Regions from separate parts of the Oryza sativa genome. Here region 2 is linked to region 1. The links are chromatin contacts, called in public HiCAR-type maps. All regions are on one chromosome and are shown on one strand. Each heading gives the region's core, a stretch centred on a gene start, on an enhancer-like site or on the middle of the called end of the contact. The rest is flanking DNA. Distances are from core to core; before and after follow the strand shown. Region 1 holds the start of LOC112938581. Region 2 holds the start of LOC4336947 (ethylene-responsive transcription factor 11).

What was found. HiCAR-type assays count read pairs that join an accessible place to other places.
Region 2: a HiCAR-type map of leaf shows a contact between it and region 1, with 3 times the contacts expected there. The contact joins the promoter of LOC4336947 here to the promoter of LOC112938581 in region 1. A contact is called at or near these places in 1 of 15 Hi-C or Micro-C datasets (seedling) and 1 of 4 datasets of contacts at active chromatin or transcription factors (leaf).

What each region holds. Positions count from the first base shown.
Region 1 is chr4:31,120,827-31,124,989 of ASM3414082v1, reverse strand. It overlaps LOC112938581, which reads left to right and starts at 2,267. Exons shown (of 1, transcript XM_026024539.2): 1 at 2,267-3,037. The coding sequence starts at 2,402. The coding sequence ends at 2,617.
Region 2 is chr4:31,444,701-31,448,863 of ASM3414082v1, reverse strand. It overlaps LOC4336947 (ethylene-responsive transcription factor 11), which reads right to left and starts at 2,177. Exons shown (of 1, transcript XM_015778389.3): 1 at 1,076-2,177. The coding sequence starts at 2,058. The coding sequence ends at 1,390.

The DNA.
Region 1 (4,163 bases), core at 1,018-3,517:
GTGCTATTTGTGTTGAGGTGTCTAAATTCAGCGCCACACGATTTGACGCTGAACAAAAGGGTTATTTTTTAAATAAGTTTTGATGAGGATTCATTTGTAAAATTAGATTTTTTAAAGGGTTAAATTGTCAAAATTTGTGGCCTACACTGGCCAAACCTCAACATCACAGCTATCCCTTTTTCGCGTGAAACTTTTTGTTTCGTTCCTACGCATGATTATCCGCTTATCGTAGTACTACAACAAGAGCTGCAGATCATTATCCAAAAAAAAGAGCTGTAGATTGTTTGTACTACGAACCCATCACCTCGCACGCCTTTTACCCACTGTCACTATTACAACACTCACTGTCACCTAGAAAAGATTTTTTTTTCCTGGACGAGGGTCCCTCTAGACTGTTCGCACTTGCAAAATTCGTTTCTCCTAAAAGTACAACTTTCACATACACACCGTACACGTTTATTTTACCGACATGTAAAAATACATATTTTTTTGTTTGCATACACCTTAGGGGGTGGGGTGTTTGGGAGAGAGGGACAAGCCCCTCTCACAAAACGATAAGGACTCATGTGGATCACCCACTACTTACCTATGAAAATCTATTTTGATCGTACGAAAAAATCGTCCTGTAGTAGTGTGTCCCATGGTAAGAGAAAAAAAGACAAAATGGGGAAAAGCAAGTACGTGGCCGCGGATAAGCACGGCGTACTTTACAACCTCAAAAGGAGGGCCGAGCCGTGGCCCGTGGGGCGCGCCACCGATCGATCCGCGCGGCTGCTGGTTACGGCGCACGCATGTACGCACGCACGACGCCGCACGGTACGCGCGCGCGCGGGCGGGAGAGGCCGGGATCAGGGGGACCAGGGGGCGGGCGGGCGCTGTGGCTGCAACAACCGTGACGACGTCGCGCTCGTGCACGTACGGGTGCGGGACCAGCTGCTGCTGCGGGCACGGTCCCGGTCCCGGGCGGTTGGTGGCGGGGAGCCGGGGACGAGGGATGGATGGATGGATCGGTCGGTCTTTCGGGCGTCCCCGCAAGCTGCGTGCCGGTTGGGCGAGGCGAACGTACGGCGACCGTTCGTACGTTGATGCTCCGCAGGATGTGTGTATCTCGTTTTCGTGTGGCCCAGCGGAGGTGTATCGTGCAACAAACGTCAGATTAGGGTGTGTTAGGTGGAAGCAGATTGGATGGAAAAGTCCTTCGTTTTTTGTATACACATTCCTCGAATAGCTAAACGAATATATCAAAGTTAATTTAAAAAAATATATTAATATAACTTTTAAGTATCTCGTTTGTATATCTTCTCAATCTTCTCTAATTCTCTACTCTCAAATACTCACAAGAGAGTACCCCTCTGTCCTTAAAGAAAGTTTAATCATATCTATAAACATGAACAATTATATGTCTAGAAAGTGTGGAGATGAAAACTATCCTAGGCATTAGTGTAAAATCAAACTAAACATGCTATTGGGTTAAGAAGTTTCAGATGAACGTAGTAGCTAAAAAAATGAAGCTTTCATTTTAAGAACGAGAACATAACATAAGTGATCTGAACGCCAATGTAATCTCGACTATTCATATTTAAAACTAAAATTTTATGGGAAGGGTGTGCCTCCCTAGTGCCTCCTTACCTACATAATTCTTGTAGGCACAAAACCAAAAGGCGTTGCAATTAAGTTGATTGTTATTAAAAGACTAGGATGTTAGCTAGGCCGATAGCTGGATGAGCAGAAAACCTTGTGATCGATCGATGGAGGTTTAAGCAAAGTGGTATATGCGCTCGGATATCCGCAGTTCCACCCGCACGTGACTGCATAATACCGTGATCGACGCTAGTATAGCTAACGCTCCCCATCACGCATGGAAGCTTAACATGGCCGTTCTAATTAACAAAAGGCAAAAGCGTACAGCGTAGGCTTTTCTTTCACGTCACCACGCGTACGCGAAGAGGGAAGAGCAAATTACACTATCGATAAAACTGCTGACTCCAGATACGACGGAAAAGCGCACGCTGGCCCGCCGACCCCTCCTCTCCTTGAAGGAAAAAGAGGCAGAATCGCGGCACATGCGCTTACCCATACGCGGATCCCCCCTGCCACGCACGCACGCGCCGCCCGTGCAGCCGAGCAGATGCACCGAGCAAAATGCTCCCCTCCCCCTGCACCACAGCCCCCGTCTCGCGCGCGCACGCGTCCATTGCGCTTTCGCTCCCCCACCTTGTCCGCTCGCCTCGCTATATATGCGGCCACTTCAACCCAAGCAACCACCAGCCTGGCCTATCTTCCTCGTCCTCTTCCTCCTCCTCCTCCTGCCTAGCCTATTTTGCTTTGGTCGATTGCTGCTGCTGTGGTGGTGGTGGACTGGTGGTGGCGGCTAGCGAGATAATAAGAGTGACTGGATAGGATGGCGACGACGGTGGCGGCGATGTGCGGGGCGGCGGAGGAGCGGGTGGTGGGGACGCACAAGGCGCCCGGGGCGTGCCCGCGGTGCGGCGGCGCGGTGGTGGCCACCGACGTCGAGAGCGAGCGCCGCATCCTCTGCCTCCCGCTCTGCGTCAAGAGCAAGCGCAAGTACTCCTGCTCCAGGTGCCTCCGCCGCCTCGTCACCCTCTACAGCTAGACAAAACTTCTTGCTACTTTCATCACAGTGGTTAATTTCTTGATTAGGTTCATTTGCCCTTGATTAATTAAGGATAATCCATCCTTCCTTCCTTCCTAGCTCTCGTCTCGGCTAGCTAGTGTGTGCTCTTCTTGTCTAGCAGTACAACTAGTTGATAGGGACTAGCTAGCTGATCATCGGCAGATGGATTAATGTTTCGTCTGGTGCGATCAACCGTGTGTCTAATCTTGCGATCAGCGGACAGCAGATGTGCCTACATGTGCATCACGTGACGCTGTGCGTGCCTGACGCTTTTTGTGTTGGTATGTTTGTAAAATTGTAAAAAATGTAAATCAGGTGTGTGTAACTATGTGTTCCCAGTGTCTTGTATTTACTCCTCCAGTTAGTGAAAACTGAGTGACTAACGTTCTAAGCTTTTAATCCGTTCTCAATTTAAGTTGCTACCAACAATCCAAGATAGCTATGCTTTTATTGTACTTCTTGTCTTAAAGGAGTATACAACTTACTTTTGTGGGAGATCCTGATTAATAAAGGCGTTGTCTTTTACAAGTCGTGGAATTATGCCGTTAGCACAACTCCTTTTCTGTGAAGAAGACTCGAACAGAAGTGGCAAATAGCACCTACTCCTACATATGCCATGGCCCATGCGACAAATGAATTTCATCGGGAAGTTTTTCACGCTCATCTTGTCTAAAAGCATAGGAATTTTACCGAAATCACGAAATGTCACACCAGCTGGGACAGAAAACACTATACTAGCTACTCCAGCTGTTTCAGAACGGCACTTGCACCTTGACATGGCAAAACCCCGTCGATCAGCTCAAGTTGCAAAAGTGTAGCTCAAGTTGCAAAAGCGAGCTTTCGGCTGTAATAAGGATGGACCCCGAACCTTATATCGGCACCTGTACTGATGTACATTGCCTTACTGCTAGAATAAGACAGTGCATCGTGATTGTGCAGTGAAATGGAACTGCTCTTGTTGGTAGTACTCAGTACTACCTCCGTTTAAAAAATACACTAGCTCTTTCTCCACCTACCAATTTCTCTCTTTTTAATGATCATAGCTTTCCTCTAATCAATTTTACATATTTTCTTAATATCCGTGTAAACCTAAAAAAATTACTTACATCCTGTAACGAAGGTAGTAGCTTGTGAGTCGATGCTCTACACACTGCACTATTCTAAAGCATATACTTACTCGGTTCAGATTTGTCGTAATAGAATGTGTTAGTGGGTTTGTTTTTACGGAACCGAAGGAGTAGGAGTTGTCAGTTGTCACTGACAAGTACTCTGTGGAGGCATGGTGACATGCTCCCAGCATGGTTGGTAGTCCGTCCGTTGGTTTTGCTTTGGCCCGCCCTTTCCCTTACCGCGCGCATCACGTAAACATCCCCGGAATCCGGTGCCCTGATGCTATCCTGCTGTGCTGCGGCCACGGCCGATGGATTGCGTGTGCGTCTGCCGGTTTAATAGCGGCCGGTAATTGTATTCGACCGTGTCCGCCTCACGCCTCTTGTCATCTCATCCATCGAGAAAACAACAGCTG
Region 2 (4,163 bases), core at 928-3,427, 320 kb before region 1:
AAAGCAAAGCAGCTCGCTCGCGGCTCGACTCGCAGTCGCAGATCGATCCAAACAACCAACCAAACCAACCAATCCTTGTGCGGAACAAAAGGCGAGGACGCCTACTGTAGCCGACTAGCCGCCCCGCGACCGCGACGCCGGCCACCACATGACAAACACGATCCGAGCCACACGGTTGGTTGGGTCGTGGGGCCCCCGCGCGGTGGTGGACCCACGCATCCGCGGGTCGTTGGCTCACTGGCTCACGGGTCGCGCGTGTGCGTGCGTGCGAGTGTACGTAGCTTGCGCTGCGGTAGCGAGCTTGCCCCGGGCCGAAGCGAGGTGAAGAGACAGGAAGGCGTCAAACGCGCGTGGGGTGGTGGTGGGGGCGCGCCCAGGGAGGCCATAGCCAGTGGCTTTGGCTACGTGGTTGTCGCGCCGTGGGAGCAAGTGTGACTGTGTGAGCGTGACCACGACGACTCCTCCCCCTCCCCTGGGCGACGCGACGCGGTGCGGCGCGGCGTCCTACGAGCTCTGCTCCCGCTGCGCACGCCTGTGCACGGGTGGACTCGTTCTCCACGGGGCCCGCGGCAAGCGACGTCGTCGTAGATGGTCGTTGGTGCCGCGGTTTTCCGCGCGTCTCCTCCGTCCGGGTCGTACTCCAAGCCTTTCCTTCCGCGGGCCGCGGGGTGGTGTGGCTGTCGGTCGCCGGGGAGGAGGAGCGGGGCACTTGTACTTTGTTTTGCCACGGAATTTCATCCGCCGAACCGTTCAACGACGCGTGCTCTTGTACATCGAACACACACTTCAGATCGGTGGGAGAAGACTACTAGCAGTCATTGTTTGAGCTGATTTGCACATACATCTGCCTGTTTTGATGTGCAATTAAGATGCACAGGAGACGACAAAACCGGTTTAATTGTTTTCCTCTGTTTAATGATGCACAAGCTGGGATGGTAAATCTCAAGTCCTTTTTCCCTCAAGAGTCAAGACACAGATCTGGTTAGGTGCTGGAAACAAAGTTGCCTGTGCTGCTAACTTGCAGGGATGAAGCCACATACTAGTAATAAACGGGTAAAGCATCCACAGTAAATGGTTTTTAAGAACAAAATAACGTAAATTTCTCATTAATCAGAGATTGATGATCAATATGTTACATCGAACAACAAAATGTTTTCTTTTTCTTTTCTTGTTTTTTTCCTTCTTTCTTTAAAGGAACTGTAACACCGGGAGTAGTAGCCTTTTCCTCATACCTATCTCCCCGTGCAAAAAGGACACGATCTATGTACACCTAGTTGATCAATCCTGGCAATTAAACGGACGATTAACCTCTTACTATTACACGTCGCTCTAGACTTTTCTACGAGGGATTTGTGGGGGGGTCTTGTCGTCGTCATCGGGCGCTGCAACCTACGCCTCCTCGATCGGCGGCGGCAGGTTCAGGTCGAGCCCCACGCCGACGGCCGGCGAGGCGTCCACCACGGATGACGACGAGCCGGTGTCGCTCTGCTCGTCCAGGCGAGCTACCTCCTTCTTGACGCTGACGACGGCCGGCCGGCGAGGCACCGGTGCCGCGACGGCCACGGTCACCGCGACCCTGGGGTCGAGGAACAGGAACGGCTGGGCGGCCACCATGGCCGACATCCCGAGGCTCAGATCGAGCGAAGGCGAGGCGGGCACCTGGGCCTTGGCCGCGGCCGCCACCGGGGCGGCGGCGGGCGTGTCCCGGGAGGACGACTCGACCGTGCTGCTGGTCGGGCTGACGACGGCCAGCGCCGCCGCCTTGGGCAGCGGCGGCGGCGGGGCGTGGTGGTGGGCGTGCGCGAAGGCGACGGGGAAGTTGGTCTTGGCCTTGGGCCCGCGGAAGTGGAGCGCGGCGCTGTCGTAGGCGCGCGCCGCGGCCTCGGCGGTGTCGAAGGTGCCGAGCCACACCCGCGCCTTCCTGGCCGGGTCGCGGATCTCCGCCGCGTACCTGCCCCACGGGCGCTTCCTCACGCCGCGGAACCTGGGCTCCATGCCGGCTCCTCCGCCCTCCGCCACGGCGACGGCGACGGCCTCGGCGGCGTTCCTGGGAGCCATGTCCGTTCTTGTTCGGGTCGAGCACCACGAGCAGAGCGAGCTAAGGCGGGCGAGAGCGCCAAGTGTTCGACCGGTGGATGGTGGGTGGTTGGTTTGGCGCCGGTGGTGCGTTGGAGTTTGGGGGGAGGAAAGTGGGGAGGAGGAGGTGGTATTAATAGGGGAGGCGGGAGGTGCGGCGGGGCCAGCGGGAGGGGAGGTTTGACCCCATAGCGGAGCGGAGAGAGAGGCGCCGCCCCCGCCGTTTGTCCCGTCGTTAATCTTCCCTCTCTCTCTCTCTTTTCTTTTCTCCTTGCCTTTGACGGTGCTGATTTGGTAGCGTGTGTGTGTGGTTGCTTTCCCTTGCTCCTTGCTTGCTTGGTAGTTCGAGTGCTGCGCTGCCCCGTCCTATTGTCCTTGTGATCCTTTTGGACGCACAACGGCACGACGCAGGGTGCTGTACTATACCTCCGTATTAAAATATAAGAATGACAGACTGTCTATCCAAATACATTGTATTAGAAAATATCATATTTAATTCTAAATTATAATATTTTGTCCTCGCATTATTGATAATCATGCATGCGTTAGAATGTTTGAGATCTGAAAAATAAATGGCTAAAAATATATGCAGTCGTAAGGTGCAGTCGCACTTACGACCGTATCCGATCTCAATCTGTATGTTTGGTTCCAATTTTTTTTCTTACTTCTTTTTGCCATTTCCCATCGGTGGAATCAACAAGGGGTGAGGTCCGTGTATTTTCGCGTCAGGTAGGCGGCGAAGCGAATGGTGGTGTCGCGCGCCGATTTTCGCGGTGAAGGGATGGTATAGCGAGCCAACAACGGCTGTGCCGTCGCGTCGCGCACCCAGCTGATTGCTTCCCATAATTCCGTCCACCGCGACGACGGCGGCGCGCGCAAAACGAGACATGCAGACAAGCAAACCAAAAAAAAAAAGCAGCAAAACCGTCGCAATTTCGCGTGGTGGGGCCAACGCCACCGGCCGCCGCCTTTGTTATCCCCACCTCCCCCGTACGTAACGTCGTAAACGCGAGCGCGAGAGCGCGAGAGCGCGCGCGCGGTGGTGGGGCCGACGGTGTCCCGGTCGCGGCGCGAGCCGCGTGGCGTGGCGTGGCCCGCGGTGCGGTGCGCAGTGCAGGGGGGCGACGACGCGGCGCGTGATGTGACGGGAGGGAGGTGTGGGCGGAAAAAAAAAGTGTTTTTTTTGGGCAACAGGGGACGGACGATGGATGTGGTGGGCGGCCGCAGGAGGACGACGTAGCTGCACCGCGTCTTCCTTGCTTGGCACGGCGGCGGGCTGAGGCGGCCGCGGGTAGACGGCAGATTCGCGGAGGATTATTGTATTGTTGCGCGTGCACGCTGCACCCGAGCGGAGCTGCGAGCTGGACCGGACAAGTCTTCGGGCGCCGGATTTGGACGGTGGAATGGGGAAACCGCCAACCCTTTTTTTTTCCCTCTCGCTGTTCTCTGCCAGACGCTGAGGCGCAGGCGGCGTACACAGAGGCGGATATAGCCGGTATCACACGACACCGACGATTTTTCGTAAAACCTATAGCAAAATTGTATATCTATATCTTATAACACTATGATCTAAATATAATTAGCATGCCATGACAACACGAATCGATTTTCTGGAACCTTTCATTCAAACGAGTGTGATTTTAGTAGGAGTATTTAAATTTCGTAATTGCTATTCTAGTGTTGGTCTGTCGCAACAAAATTGGAGAGAGAACTTTATCCAAAATATCAAGAATTAGAAAAAAGTTAGGGGTTGATTTTTTTTTTCAAAAGAAAATCTACATATGGATTTTTTTATTGAAAATCTATTTAAAATCTAATTTTAATAATATATTTGTTGGTATCCTTTAATGTGGTCACAAAATCATTCAGTTATTTAGCCATTAAAAAAAACTAAAGGCATGTTCACTTTGTTGCCAAAAAAACCTTACCAAATTTTGGTATTGCCAAAATTTTGACAACTTTGCCAAAATTTTAGCAAGATTTCTTATATAGTTACCAAATTTTGCAGCAAACTAAATATAGCCATTTTTTTGGCAACTTTACCAAAATTTGGTAAGGTTTTTTTAGCATCAAAGTAAACAGGCCCT